Regions from separate parts of the Mus musculus genome. Here region 2 is linked to region 1. A link is a contact called in public HiCAR-type data. All regions are on one chromosome and are shown on one strand. Each heading gives the region's core, a stretch centred on a gene start, on an enhancer-like site or on the middle of the called end of the contact. The rest is flanking DNA. Distances are from core to core; before and after follow the strand shown.

Region 1 (2,802 bases), core at 242-2,741:
CTTAAAACTTGCAGCACAGATTAGGTTACAGCGGTGGTGAAATTAACTGAAGTGTTGCTCATCTGTCCTGGGCTGCCTCTTGAGGTCTTCAGAATCACCAAGGAGACTCATCTAGGTGTGACCTGGGGCCCTGAGGCAGATAAGAAGCCTGAGGTAGGGCCGCCACATGTTTTCCCTCTGGCTCCTGGGACACTCTGTTCTGAGTACTGAGCACAGCAGAAGGAATGTGTGTGTGTGTGTGTGTGTGTGTGTGTGTGTGTGTGTGTGTGTATGTGTGTTTAATATTTAAATTATAGAAACATCCACTTTGGTTGTAAAAGATCATTCTCTCTACAGTCTTGAACTCCTGAAGCATGGGTCTTTATGAGGAGCGTTTGACTGACTTGAAGACATCCTTCAGTGTGCAGAGATCCTTTGCTTGCTTGGTGTAGCCTCTGTCATTTCTGATGCCCTTCTGGAGACATCAGTGCACTGATTGCCTAACTTTTCAGCTCATGGTATATTCAGTACTAACCAAAGCTCAGCACAGCAATCTGGAGGAGGTCCTTTTCAGTTTGACATGTGTAAAACATGACATTTTTGTAATTGGTGTGGAGTTCTGACAGGTACAGTTTGGCTACCTGACTATGGGCTATCTCTTGCTGTTGATTTATTGAAACTAGATCTTTTAAAGTGTAATGTATTGTCCCCCACAGACTATTGTGTTAAGATAAAATTCTTTTCAGCATTGTCCTTTGAAAGGCTTTCCCTACAGTGATTATCCCTCTGTGTCCCCACAGTGCACACCCCCCATGGCTACTCACAGAGGCTCCAGAAACCCCTAGGACCACTTATGGCCTCTGTCACAAACTGTCAGATCCTGCAAAACTCTCTGCTCTCACCAGCAGTAGCCAGTAAGCCTTATCAGACTGGGTGGTGGAGTTGATGCATGCCTGTAATCTCAGCACTCAAGAGACAGAGGCAGGAGGATTGCCAGAAAAGTTCTAAGTGTTCAAGGCTAGCCAGGACCACCTTTTGTTTAAAAAAAAGAAAAAAAAAGCAAGAAAGCCACAAACAAGAGTGGGCAGTAGGAACAAGTCCAGGCAGTTGCAGGTGCGGGGCAGGGTAGAGCCGCTGGGCACGGTTTTTAGATACCCAGATAGCTTTTGACTTTATCCTAATGAAAATCTTCCCCCCAAATCGAGGGGACTCTGATTTAATTGCTGTAAATTCCAAATAGCAAGCAGATCACACAAGAATCCCTAATCCCTAACAGTTTCCTTCAGTAAAGCAGACGGAGGCTGCGCACATGTCCCATGGCACACATGGTTCTATTTTGTCACCTGGTGGCCACCAGGAAACCCCGATGAAGCGGTCTACTTGAAAGCATCGTTTCCCCACCACTCTGAGCTGGAGAAACGATTGCTTGCTCCCTTGATCCGCGGGGCTTCCGAAAGGGAGAGTGCGCTCACAAGCACAAACAGGAAAGCCTGACATCACGGAGCGGCGGGGAGGAGTCTGCTGCCGCGGGCTCCCGGGCTGCCTGCTCGCTGGCCGGCGCTCCTTTGTGGCCCGGTCGCGCGCGGCGGCGGCGGCGGCAGTCGGGCAGCAAGGCGCGTGGGAAGCGCGGGGACCCGGAGCCGGGCCAGAGAGACGCCCCGACCGCCTCGGAGCAGGGCGCACCATGCAGCGTCCGTGTGCCGGAAAGAAAACTGAGAATGAAATTACTTTGGCAAGCTAAAATGGTAACGCCAGCTCCCCGCCTTCCCCTGACGCTTCTCTGCTGGGGGACTCGTCCCATCTCCCGCTTTCTCGGGCCGGGTTGTTGGAGCACTGTCTAACTGATCAGAGCCACCCGGACCCCACTCTCTAAGAGGAGCTTTCTCATTCTGCTTTGTGTCCTTCCCCTCTCTGTGCCTCTTCTCCCTAGAAACGATGCCTGTGTTCTCAGGCATCGCCTGCGGGGTGTCTGGGACAGGCAGATGCGTGTCAGGAGAGCAGAACTTGGAAAGGACAGAACTCAGTCTGGGGGAGCGGCGCCGCGCTCTGCTTCCCAGCGGCAGCCCTTTAACACAGATCCGAGGTTTAGCTGGCGACATGGCTATCCAGGGGGTCGCTGTGTAAATTTCAGTGGAAGCTGCATGAAGATGTTTTGCTTTCTCGGCACTTGCCAGAGGGGCTTTTCTTTTCTTTTCTTTTCTTTTCTTTTCTTTTCTTTTCTTTTCCTTTTTTCTTTCTGGAAATAAAAACTTTCCATACCCCACATAACTTTTTTTTGGGTTTCAAAATAGTAAGAGGAGAAAAAGAGGTACAACTTCACTTCCCAAAGAGGGCTCTTGGTATTAAAACACTTGTTTGAGGGAGTTTAACATCGACATTGCTCAAATGTTTGTGTACTTTGAGAAGTATAAACTCTTGTTTTTGCAAATGAGTTATTTTTTCCTTTCACTTAAGTGGACAGAGTTGATCAGGACTAAACCACAGTTTCCTTAAGAAGGAAAAAAAAAAACTTGAAAAGATGATTTAAGATACGTGGCTAGGTTAGGAAAAGTAACTGACCAGAGAAGGGAGAAGTCGGAGGCTCCTGATACCGCAGGAAAAGGCTGCCAGCCAAGAAAATCTCAGCCTTGCCTATTGCAGGGTGTCCTGTGTTGCTCTGTTTGGAGGATTTACTCAAAGGCTTGGAGAGCCTTTGTAAGCAGGGAAGCAGCTGGGATAGATTGTGGTTAGCCAAGGGGGAAGAAAACAACAACACACACTACGACCCTCTTTTTCTTTCTTTTTATCCTGTCCCTGGCAGAGCTCGATTCAGGACTGGGGTGA
Region 2 (2,700 bases), core at 174-2,673, 78 kb before region 1:
GCAAAGCAGCAAGGAAACGAGAGCGCCTCTTCTCTTCGCCCATCCCTGTTGTCTCCTGGTTTGTCCCAGGATCTGAGAAGTGGGTGACTAGCAGGAAAGGGGTTTAACTGGGTGCTGTTTGTCTGGGCTCCAGTTCCATCCTGGCCTTTGACACTGTGTGGCGTGTTCACACATCTTCTCCCTCTGGGCTGCAGTTGTGCCTTCTCGGGGCCTTCTTTGATTTTATCCTAAACACTTGTTCCTGGAGGTTGATCACACAGGCTCTTGCTGAGTCAGCTCTCCTGGACAGATTTACAGGAAACGTCTCAGGGCTGAATTACTCTTCATACAGTCTCCTTGGACTCCAGGAAATGCAAACAGTGCCACGTGGAGAGAGCGGCTTTCTGGTTAGTCCCTCAGTCTGTCCACTTTGGTTCCAGTCAGCCTCTTCAGTTGGAAGAGGCCCTAAACTGTGAAGTCCAGATTCTAGAGCTATCTATCAGTCTCCCCTGAGCTGCCCCTGGATTTATAGTTAATTGAACATTTGTCCATTGGGACTGCAACCACTCCCAGCTCCAGTGAAGTTTCTGGATGCCCTCCCGTTCTTCCGTCACCCACTGCACTCAGTGGGTGTTGGGGTTGTATATGAGCCTGACAGGGAAGCATCTCAGAGAGCAATGGAATGTTCCAGTCTATTCTGGCTGGGTACCCCAACCCCACTCACAGTCATTACGGTGAATGGGACCTTTAGGAATTCCTGTGGCAGGCTGTGCAGGGGAATCCATTTTGCATCGTGTTATGATTATCTGAGGTATCCTCTTTGTTTGGAACCTGCTGTGCTCAGTGCGATTCAGCAGCACACTGAGCTTTGCCTGGGTGCTGTGCCAGATAAACCCACCAGGTCCTCTCAAGAGCCACAGTGTTGGCCAAACTTTGGAGGATGGGAGGGTGTTGCAGAGGAGGTGCAAAAAGCTTTCACAGTTGATACCCTTGATGACCCCCCAGATATGATCTGTGATGACACTTACTTCTTCAGAGTGCAGAGTCAGTCACCAATGCTGCCTCATGGTATTGAATATGTTTTCTCATTTATAAAATAAGATTTATTACATAGGTTATGGGGATTAAAGTACCCCAAATCTTATAATTAAAATTGTCACAAAGCATTTTCCAAATGTAAAGAGTCACGGAAATGAGAGAACTATTCACCAGGAAACCTAGTGAGGGGTGCTGCCCAAACTGTCAGCCATCCCTGGGCGCTAGTGATTTCCTGGCTGGAACTGGCCTGGGAGGGGCCTTGACAGATATTACACAGAGCTCATTTAAGACAGCCTGATTGACACATAGTTATTATTTTATCTTTGTAAAGCTGCAGTGTGAGGCCCAAGACAGCGGGAGGAACCCTGATGTAGTCACTTGACAGCCTGCCATTGTCAACTCTAACGGGGAGGGAGACGGCAGTGGCCAGAGGAGAGCCCTGGGTTGTAAGTGGTTCACTTTTAGTTCAGCTGAAATAACTCCTGCTGGTGATTTAATGCTCTGACTTCAGAACTCTCCATGTGGGCTAGAGAGAGGGAGGGAGAGCGAGCGAGAGAGTATATTCATGTGACCAGGAATGAATGACTCCTGCTCTTTCACACTGTCAGCATCAGTGCACCATATTCTTTTATGTTGCTGAGGCTTGGGGCTAGCATGTTTTCCTGGGATGACTGGTTTGTGGGATAAGGAAGCTGACTTGGTAGGGCGTAGAGTTCAGTTCATTTCTGCCTTCAGTGCTTCCGAGGCTGGTCAGCAGCAAGAATAATTGGAGCTGGGAGGAGGGTAGATTTAGATTCAGTTCCAGTTCTTAAAACATACTAGTCCTAAATGAGGAAATATTTGTGGTAGTCTTGGCTTAGATGGGAGTTAGTTTATCTATCTATCTATCTATCTATCTATCTATCTATCTATCTATCTATCTATCTATCCAGTTAGTTAGTTAGTTAGTTAGTTTTTTTTGAGACAGGGTTTCTCTGTATAGCCCTGGCTGTCCTGGAACTCACTCTGTAGACCAGGCTGTCCTCGAACTCAGAAATCCACCTGCCTCTGTCTCCCGAGTGCTGGGATTAAAGGCGTGCGCCACCACACTCAGCAGGATGGGAGTTTATAAGAAACTGAGAAGTCTCTATTGGGTTGTTTTGCCACTGCAAAGTATTAAAGATTTTCAGGAATGTCACGCTGTCCATCCTGGTGAGCAAAGCAACTGTGAGACTGTAATTTGTATCAGTTGTCATTGGCCACTTCATCTGATCTGTGGCATACATAGTTGTCTTTTGGTGACTGGATGGTAATGGACCTTTTTTTGAAAAAACAAAACAAAACAAAAACAATTTTGCCTTTATTTAAAAAAAAAAAAACAAAACCAAGACAAAACTAGAAGTCTAGCACACTGAGTTTTTCAAATGACTGTTCTGGTTGTAGTCTTATCTAATCCTAGGGTAAGAGGTGAATTTTCCTCTTCGCTGTGGTTTCTACATGCTTCAGATTATGTTTGTGACTTCGCAAAATTTGTGTATTGAAACCTAATCCTAATAGCGTTTGGAGATGGGGTTGTTGGGGGCTAAATAAATCCCGAGAGCAGAGTCCTTATGAATGGTGACGGTCCCTATGAAAAAGGCCCCTGAAAGGTCCCTCTTGCCTTCACTCTGAGAAGACCTAGGCAGAAGGTACAATCTATGAAGC

Evidence for each region. HiCAR-type assays count read pairs that join an accessible place to other places.
Region 2: a contact with region 1 is called in a HiCAR-type map of fibro-adipogenic progenitors, with 2.4 times the contacts expected there. The contact joins the enhancer-like site here to the promoter of Rgl1 in region 1. A contact is called at or near these places in 4 of 484 Hi-C or Micro-C datasets (the C10 cell line, embryonic fibroblasts, nephron progenitors and 1 more), 8 of 115 datasets of contacts at active chromatin or transcription factors (the 230-238 cell line, the NIH/3T3 cell line, bone marrow-derived macrophages and 3 more) and 2 of 9 other capture datasets (adipose tissue and embryonic stem cells).

Annotation. Positions count from the first base shown.
Region 1 is chr1:152,623,906-152,626,707 of GRCm38.p6, reverse strand. Rgl1 (ral guanine nucleotide dissociation stimulator,-like 1) reads left to right here and starts at 1,491. Exons shown (of 18, transcript NM_016846.4): 1 at 1,491-1,724; 2 at 2,780-2,802. The coding sequence starts at 1,698.
Region 2 is chr1:152,701,839-152,704,538 of GRCm38.p6, reverse strand. It overlaps a transcript of Rgl1 not described here. Among named protein-coding and RNA genes, the nearest start is that of Apobec4, 47 kb to the left of the region's middle. Within about 2 kb of position 1,423, at least 20 of the 459 cell types and tissues checked have an H3K27ac peak or open chromatin away from gene starts, as enhancers often do. A contact at or near this core is called in adipose tissue, fibro-adipogenic progenitors and heart atrium, where this site is marked.